Linked DNA regions of Sus scrofa: all the other regions are linked to region 1. The links are chromatin contacts, called in public Hi-C maps. All regions are on one chromosome and are shown on one strand. Each heading gives the region's core, a stretch centred on a gene start, on an enhancer-like site or on the middle of the called end of the contact. The rest is flanking DNA. Distances are from core to core; before and after follow the strand shown.

Region 1 (2,856 bases), core at 208-2,707:
GCCTTGAAATTCAAAAGCAGAGAGAGAAAAATAAAAATGGGAGCGCATTCACACTTCTGAATTTATTCCTCTCCTCTCCGACACATCTATACATTGACTGAGCTGGCCAAGAATGGAAAGCTTTCCTAGATCAGTTGAGTACTTTTTGAATTACACTGAAAATAAGGCCCACCCCCATTATGCTATGTTTCCTAGGTCAAGAAAGAGCATGCCATGGAGGTCTCATTGGGATTCAGTAGGTTAAGGTCTGACATACTCTCTGAAGATGCAGGTTCAGTCCCTGGCCTCCCTCAGTGGGTTGAGGCTATGGTGTTGCCGTGAACTCTGACATAGTTTGCAGATGGGGCTCGGATCTGGCGTTGCTGTGGCTGGGGCATAGGCCTTAGCTGCAGCTCCAATTTGACCCCTAGCCCCTAGCTCAGGAACTTCCATATGCTCCAGGTGCAGCCAAAAAAAAAAAAAAACCCCACCTCCGTCAGTCACCAAGTCCTGCTGAAAACCAATCTCCTAAATATCTTTGGACTCCAGCCATTTTTCTGCATTCCTAATGCTTCTCCCCCAGGTAGGGCTACTGTTATCTCCCAACTAGAATGCAGCAAAAACCTCCTCACTGGTCTGTCTTCAAATCTGCCTTCATCCATTCTTCACACCAGTTACACTGACCTTTCTAGGAAGCAAATCTCTTACTGGCATTAGGGTATATTCCAGACATCTGAACATACTTCCAACTGTGATCTGGCTCTGAGCAACACCTCAGGCCAGTTACCTTGCTTTCCTCCATCACGCTCCATACTGCCAGGCTAGGTGCTTCTCATTCTCCTCAAACACACACACACACACTCACACTTACACACTCACACTAACCCAGGACTTTGGCACATACTCCTACAAAGACCTGCAACATCCTCTCTGTGCCATCTTCCTTCTCCCTCTTAAAATTTAACCTGTAAGAGTAGCACTTAGTAGGTGTTCAATAAACACCTTTGTTACTGAAGAAAGGAATGAACAGGGTGCCCACGCTACTAAGTATGTGACCAAGTGGAGTTTTCTGAATTAAAATTACTTGTCAGTCTCTGAATAGGGCACCAGAACATGGAAATCCAGTTATGCAGGTTATACAAGTGCTGGATCTAAAGGAGAAAGTGCAAGATGACCTAGATTCAGCATTTGTTCTCCGTGGCTCCTATTTTATTTACACCCCTGGCCACTACTCTTTGACGTCAGCTCCATTTAGAAAGGACAGCGCTGATTGGTTACACCATTAATCGCCCTCAGATCCCCAGGTCAAAATGCTAAAATAGGAAACACTTAAAATGAGTTCACCCTTATCTCTCTTAACTCTAAGCAAACTTGCATTCAAGAGGATCTCCCACTCTCTAAAACGATGCTGTGGTAACTTGGAAGTCACCCTGCCCTACACTGAATTTTGTTTAAGTTCCCCTGATAACATGTGATGAAATAGTTCCTCTGGCCAATTACAGTCCCTAGTTACTATTTACCCCAGGCAAGAACCGAGATCTGGGTGTAGATGTTTACTCTGAAAAAACCGGTAATCGGAACCGGCTTCCACCCATTCAAGAGCACCTTGATCCTACAAGAGAGAGCCTACAAGAGAAAATCCAAAGTATTCTGCATGGGAAGAGGGGGTATTTTTAAACACTTACAGGGTGCCTCCACACCACCTTTCCATCTCACCCCAGCCATGCCCAGCCCTTGTGTCCTCTGATCCAGGTACAGGACTTAGAGACTTCCAAGCCAACCTCTGTGCTTTGTGCTGGCTCTTCCCACTGATGGAATATAGGGCCATTCCAGTCTCATTCCTCACCCTGTCCTGTGCCTGGTACATTCTCCCCATCCCCCAACAGAATCAGTTAGTCCCTCCTTGGTCCCTCTTTTCCATCCCTCTCTCAAGCCACCACCGAACCCATTAGATACTGCAATTATTACTCAGGTATCCCTCTCCTCTATCACCTTGAGAGCTGATTATAAGCAGATGCTCCACTACACTCATATTGAGATACTTGGTGTAAAAAATAATTCCTAGCATATGGTAGTCAGTGAATGGCAACTAAATGAATGAATCTGCTTCCTCTCTGCCCACAACTGACCAGACAACACAATTATCAGAATCTGACCACAATCCCATCCATCATGATTCTCTACATCATAAACAGTAACAGAAAACCAAACATGCAAGGACTACAGTTGACCTGCTATGAAGACTTTGGGTAAACTGTAGGACTAACTGTCATAATGACAAGCAAACAGCTCAGCCTCTGACAACAGAACCTTGAACTGTTGTTCCAATTTGATCAGCAGTTGGAAGCAGGTCAAACAGAATGTTGAGAGATTTTAAGTGACACTAACTGGTCTTATTTATTTATTTATTTATTTATTTATTTATTTATTTGCTACACCCACGGCATGCGGAAGCTCCTGGGCCAGAGAACCCATGCCCCAGCAGTGACAACATGAGATCCTTAACCCGATGTGCCACCAGGGAACTCCCTGGCCTTTTAACATATTGGCACAGCAACTTTTGCTGAACACCAGTGATATCCTTTCTCATAAAAGGACTATGAAGTTGCGTTAGAAAAGATTCCCTGACCTTCGTGTAAGGGCTTTTCAGCCTGGTAAATGAATTAAGGTAACTATAAGGCATTGCTTATACATGTCACGGAAGCAGTATGAATAGGAGACTATTGGCATTTACAGGAGGATGAAGACAAGCTTTTTGTTTTGGGGCCTTTTACTCTATATTGCTGGTAGGATGGTAAATGTAGTTCTAAGATGACAAGTTTGGCTTCTTTAAAGGTTTGCACAGGGTTTGTTTAGCTGAAGTTCTCTCCACAGTAA
Region 2 (3,089 bases), core at 356-2,855, 120 kb after region 1:
ACACCCGTACATGTTATCAGTCTGACATAAAAATTACTCTAAGAGGTCTATTATTTATAAAATCAATATTTCCACAAGAATAAAAAAAAAGAATAAACACCATGTTTATTTGGGGACTTGTACCAACTAAGGATTTGAGGGTGTAGCTAGTTTGTGATAATTCAGTCAAGGTGAGTATCAATATAATTGATTATATTTCCCAAGCTGTTTATGTTTCTAGCAGTGAATATTATCAGGGAAAAGTGAAGTTAAAGCAGAGTAGTTTTGTTTATGTTTAAAGCACACAGATCTTTTTAAAGTGTGTACTAAAAAAAAAAAATAGCCACTGGCCTATTTATATTGTTAGCTGTATTTCCCATATTTCAACAAATCTAAGTAATGTCTTCAAGACATACTATTGTTATATGTCCTTAAGAGAGAACAACTGCCAATGACACTGATACCCCCATGGTTGTAAGACATCTGAGAAGTTAAAAATGAAAAAGTTCTTAGAATTAAAGAAATACATTGTTAGTAATTTCCATTGACTTTATAAGAGTTTTAGGGTATACATGAATGCACAGACTGCTGAAATAGGTTTGTTCTTATGTGTTAGTAGTCCTCTTAAAATGTAACAAAACATGTGACAAATGGCCTTTTACTAAAGTCATTTTTCTCACCAACTGAGTATGTGCACACTGGAATGTATTAGGCCTCTGAATAGCAAGTAATGAGAAAAGATTTCTGTGTTCTCACTACCTAACTTCACATGCTTTGTAACCAATTTTCCATTACTGACATTTTTTTTTCCCCAAATACCAGATACTTGGTGGCCCCTACTAAATCAGTACTCAGTGTTCCCTCTGCTGGCTTTGCAGTACATGAAGTAATTCTTAATGCTACTCTTTAAGCCACATTAACAGTAAACCAAGATAATTTTGCAAAAAAAAATTCCTGTTTTAGAATAATAGAGTAATTGTTTTTATTAGCAATGATGCTATACATTCCAAATTTTGAATTAATGTAAATATTTTTAATCTTGTTTCATTTATTAAACTAATAATGAAACTATTTGAGATGTAATATAATATCTGCTAGTTCTTTTATTCTGCTCCGCACACCTGTACAACATAAAATATCAATCCATAAAATGGTATGGGGTATAGATAGAAATAAGATTGTATCCCACTGCTTAATATATTCCTATAGCATAGTGAGGGGAAAAAAAATCTGAAGGGAAATTAGTTTAACAGATCTCTTGGATTTGCACTGATTTGCAAGATTTTGCCTGGCCTTGGTTATAGAAACTATGATTGTAGGCGCTGTTCTGACCTAACAAGTATTCAGTTCAAAGAAAATAAAGAGAAAAGAAATACTTGTCTTTGTTACTTTAGTAGATAGGGAAGAAGCCTGAGAAATTTGATGTCCTTGGCCTTTGCCAACTAAAAGGCCTCAGGCTTTTTGGTTCCATACTTTATGGCAAAGAACCCTCCATCCAAAGCTCCTTTTCTTCTCAATCCGGTAGGCAAACGTAATTTGCACTCCATTTTGGGGGGGCTGATGAAGTTGTACTAGAACTGGACTTTCCTTTGGGTTGGGGGGCATGTTGAAAATTAATGTATGGAAGTAATTCTTATTTGCAAAATATCAAAATAGGGTCTGGGGGTAAAATGAAGTCCATGAATGATTTTTACTATTAGAATGAACTGAAAGATAAAAACCCTGCATTTCTAATAACTTTTTACCATTTTCTACCCCTTCCTAATCAGTGACTGGCACCTGGTAGGTTTATGTATGCACTTCATACCAGCGCCAACTCATTTTTCCTTTCCTTTCAGTATCCTCATGAGAACAAGAAGAAAACGGGTGTTTCCACTGGGCCACGGAGATTTGAAGCATAAATACAAGCTTCTGTCTGCCCCATTTCGCGAGGCAGGAGCAGGGCACACCCACTGGGAGCCTGGGTTTGCTCTGCCACCAGCCGGCTCCCAATCCGGGGAGAAGCCGCCGCCAGGTGGCAGCGCTGAGCCTCCCTGCACTCGCATGGAGACGTGGGAAAACGTGGAGACTGTCAGACTTCTTTCTTCTCCCCCTTCCACCTCTCCCGAACCCTTATCATCCCACACTCTTCCAACGTGTTTAGGTAGCAGTTTAAATGATCAGAGGTTATAGAGTGTGTCGATGAATCTTGATGATTTTTTTTTAAATCATAAATCGAGTTTGGGGCAACGAACAGTTTTGGCCTCCTGTTCACTTGTCAAAGCTCCCAGACACTGGAGACGCCAAGGCTAGCTCCGGTTTGGGTCTAGTAAGTGAACCGGGCAGTTATCAATTACCGTGTCCGTATCTTGCTGAAGCTGCAAGTAGTTAGAAGTCTCTCTCCGAGAGCCGCTGCAAAGGAGGCGCGCTTTACTTAAGGACTGGCAACGGATACCCCTCCTCCTGGAAAGATGGTCTCAGCCAGACGCCTGACCGAGCGCAGCGACTCGGTGGCGCAGGCTCGGCGCTCTTCCTGCCCTGAGCTCGGAGAGGATTCGGCGGGGATTAATGGTGCTCAGCCGCGTTCCGCCGCGCCGGCTGAGACTGGCCTTGCGATTATGGTTACAGGGAGGAAATAAATTGGAATCGACTCAGGCTGTGCTTTTTGGAGGAAAGTCTTTCCTACTGTAAACATGTTTCAGGCGATCCTGTCAGCAGTACTTTAACACCCGTCTTCCGTTTAGGTTTACGACCGGGGAAGAAGCTGAACACACACACACACACACACACACACACACACGCCCCCGCGCCCTCGCCAGCTCCTAGCCCTCCTTTGAAGTTGCAACTGGCCGCCTCTAGCCGGGGGGTGGTTTCCCGGGTGCTCGGCTTCTACATTTCCCCTCTCCACAGGGCCAGCTGGGCCCCTGGCTATGGTGCCCAGTTCCGTCCCTGACCGGAACTGACAGCCACTCGGCCCCCTGGCTTCCCCCGCGCCTTCGCTTTGGACGCCTAAATGTTCCGTGCGCGCTGTGCGTCTGGAACCCACGCTCCGGCTGGCATGCGGCATTCGTACACCGGCTGGGCACTCCCTCCCCGGTTCCACTGAGCCGGCAGCTGCCCGATCAAGAGGG
Region 3 (3,317 bases), core at 647-3,146, 120 kb before region 1:
AGATGCTCGCTTCCCGTCCGACAGACTCTCGCCTCTGCCTTCTGGTTTGTTTTGGCATCTTCTCCAAGTGTCAGACCATCTGCGAAATGGACCAGAGCTTCCGAGACCCTGCTTAGGGTTATTTAAGAATTTGTTTCTACACGTGCAAAGACAATCATGAACATCCTATCGAATAGATGACAAGCATGATCCTGACACAGGCCCTTCGCATTTTGGGTTATTCGTCTTCTCTAGGCAAATAGCCACGTCCTTGTTCAAACAACAGAGTGGGAGGGGAGTCCGAGTTTGCTTTTCATTCTCTCCTGAATTTCCTTCCCTCCCATTTCTCTTAACACTCTGCACAGCCTTACTCACTCCTGGGGCTTTGGAGCAGGCTACTGTTGACAACTCCTAAGTTTCTCTCTACACCAGACCTCTCTGCTCCCATCCTGACCCCAATACCCCAAGGACCTAAGGGACATTTCAAGTACAAACAGCTCAAAATTGAACTCATCTTCCTCTTGCCAGTGCATTTCATCACCCCCCGCCCGGTGTCCTCCCCACCCCAACACACACACACACTTGGCAGTCCTTGACCTTCCTCACGTCTAGTCCATAAAGCTATCCCGGCCTGAGCTATGCCCTATTAACCAGGAAGAGCTAGACTTCCGTCAGATTAAAGACCCTCCCTGAGGCTCTCCCTTCCAGACTCCAGCAAGCACTGCTGTGCTGCAGGTGCGCCCACCATGCACGGGAGGTCACGCCCTTTTCCTTCTTTCTGAGCCCCGACTCCCCACACCCAGGCCAGGCCCCTATATGCCCATTTCGAAAGCACTAGCATGCACTATGCAGGATCCACTTCCTTATGTCACTGGGGGAAAAAATAATAATAATAATAATAATGCCCTTCAGGAAGCCGCTGTCAACTTTTCTGAAGCAAGAACTGAAAAAAGCAGCTCCCGTCTCCCAACATTACCATCTCCGAGGAAAATTCTTCAACAATGAAATAACCACATATTTCATAAAACAAACCCAAAAGGAGTTCAACCAGTCTGTTAAACAGTAACAGGTTGCAAAGCCAGAACTAACCTGGATGAGGACTTCAAGCTGTGACAAAAAGAACACGAAATCAAGTTACAAATGGTCAAAGTCCACTGACTGACTGAATGACCCTCTGCCATTTCTGACAGCTGCACACCTGCTGTTCAGCAGTGGTGATTTTTTTTTTTTTTTTTTTTTGCCTGTTCAGCCTCGACCTGCTGAAACATAGCTCAGATGCAAATATTTTAGGAGGATACACTTCCTTAATACTGGACTATCAAAGCAAGGCCGAGCAGATTTTTCCAAGAATACAAGGTCTCATTCGAAGAGCAGACTTACAGTTTCAGCTCAGTTCAACTTTGTGGACAGACTACATACACCTCAATGAAGTTCTTTTCCTCAGTGTCTTTAAGGAGCATTTCTATGACTGATCCCAACACAAGGAGGGTTAATTATAAACTCTCAGGGTACCACTTGACGACCCAGGCACTGGTGGCAGCTGCAAGGACAGAGGTCATGTATGCTTCTCTCTAGAATAAAATTCTCTTTACCCCCACGTTAAGGTGATTACTCAAACTTTAAAGACTCCCTGTGCCCCGCCCCCCATTCCAGCCTACTCGAATTTTCCTTAGGCTGATTGACTCTAGGAAAACAAGGATTGCATTATGCTTGCCTCCTTGCAATGAGGTCAGTTCTAGTTTCAAATTCCCTTTCAGAACAACCCCAAGGCCACAGACTGTTAGAAACCCCAGCTGCTTGATAGCACAGGAGGGCCTCAGCCATGACAAGGGAGCATTACTCAAGTCCTAATCAGCAAATGCATCCTACACCCAGACTGGCATCCTTGCAGGTCGATTCCGACACGCTGGGCAGAAACACGTCTGAAAACAAACCCAGTCTCGGCTCCTCCTCCCAAAGCTCCTCGGCCAAAGCCAGGCTGCAGTGCAACGTTCAGCGGTGATTTTCTCCAACTGGCACCATCTGTGCAAGCCCTGCCAGACGTGCTGACAGAGCAGGCTGCGTAGACCATTACTAATCCACCAGGGTCAACGGGGTCAGGCCTGCAACACGATGCCTATAGATTTCAAAGGCAGGCCTTCCCTCCATGCCAGCTAATCCATCTATGTTGAAAAGCAAGCACATTTTTAGTCCACTTTCTTTTAAATTTCAAAGGAAAAAAAAAAAATCTCATTTTTAAAGCTCTTAAGCGAGGGAGTAGCTTGCATGTAGTCGGCGCCCTGATACCAGTTAAACTGTATGAGGCCTTCAGGGCATGAGGCTCACTGTCGATCCTTTGCCAAAACTGGGTCAAGAGACCAAGAGGATAACTCTCCTCAGATGACAAAAAGCCTTCAAAAGAAGAGGGACACCATGGATCAAGACTCAGTCTCTGTGGCCAAGAGTCCCCTACCCCAAGCTGAGCCTACAAACAAAGAGTAAATGCCAGCAGCTTGTCTCCCAGGATCACAAAGTGTGAGCTGAGGCAGTGTCAGCTGGGCTGGTAAGTAGCATTACCCACCACCTACTGCAGAATTCTGCCATGAGCAATGCCCCTACTATCGGCTACCCTCCAAGCGTTTGCTAAATACCTACTGGGTGCCAAGAGCTCATGTTTCTTTGCATTTCTGCAGTGTCTCCATTAAGGAACCAGGATGACTGTGAGTCTAGTACCTCAGCCTTGGACTGGCCCGAAGAGGCCCATGGCCCCACGAAAGCAGGATGGTGACCTTGTCTTCCAAGTGTCCCTGGGCAGCACAGACTTGCTGCAGGCCTGCTGCAGTAACAAAATAAAGCAGCTTGTAGATACTTTTATGAATACCAATGTGTGTGTGTCAGGACCAACACTGCCATCATTTCTTTGTAGTAGATGGTATGTTATTCTAGATCTTCAAAAGATGACTCAATCTAAGAGCCCAAAAAACTCCAACGGCCACAAAACTAAAACATCACCCCAAGCTCCAAAGAACCTAGAGCTTTTGTTCATAATAATTAAAGGTTTAAAGACATTTCACGATAAGTGACTTCATCTTCTTACATGTGCTTAGGTATCAGTTTCTCCCCTTACCAGAGTTTAAACGGCTACAGAGGTAGGAGTTAGGAGGAATTTGCAGGTTAAAAAATAATGAATGATTCCTTTAACCCAGATCATTTTCCTTGCACAGCAAGCTGGGAGGGTCACAGATCTGACAAGGCTGCCCCAGCCTAATCTGAGGAGCCGGTTTGCATGAGTTCCTATTAAGGACTTTCTTCTTCTGGTTTTTCTAAGCTTCAAGCAACTACAGAAAACTCCGGGCTAA

Evidence for each region. A called contact is a pair of places that touch in the nucleus more often than the background predicts.
Region 2: a contact with region 1 is called in a Hi-C map of liver, with 2.6 times the contacts expected there. The contact joins the promoter of SOX4 here to the enhancer-like site in region 1. A contact is called at or near these places in 5 of 47 Hi-C or Micro-C datasets (embryonic fibroblasts, epiblast stem cells, liver and 1 more).
Region 3: a Hi-C map of liver shows a contact between it and region 1, with 8 times the contacts expected there. The contact joins two enhancer-like sites. A contact is called at or near these places in 1 of 5 promoter capture datasets (liver) and 3 of 47 Hi-C or Micro-C datasets (liver and skeletal muscle).

What each region holds. Positions count from the first base shown.
Region 1 is chr7:17,004,897-17,007,752 of Sscrofa11.1, reverse strand. The region is part of intron 2 of LOC100512907 (a long non-coding RNA gene); the gene reads right to left. Among named protein-coding and RNA genes, the nearest start is that of SOX4, 120 kb to the right of the region's middle. Within about 2 kb of position 1,457, at least 8 of the 83 cell types and tissues checked have an H3K27ac peak or open chromatin away from gene starts, as enhancers often do. A contact at or near this core is called in liver, where this site is marked.
Region 2 is chr7:16,885,350-16,888,438 of Sscrofa11.1, reverse strand. SOX4 (transcription factor SOX-4) reads right to left here and starts at 1,605. Exons shown (of 1, transcript XM_013977467.2): 1 at 1-1,605.
Region 3 is chr7:17,120,065-17,123,381 of Sscrofa11.1, reverse strand. The region is part of intron 3 of LOC100512907 (a long non-coding RNA gene); the gene reads right to left. Among named protein-coding and RNA genes, the nearest start is that of SOX4, 230 kb to the right of the region's middle. Within about 2 kb of position 1,896, at least 30 of the 83 cell types and tissues checked have an H3K27ac peak or open chromatin away from gene starts, as enhancers often do. A contact at or near this core is called in liver, where this site is marked.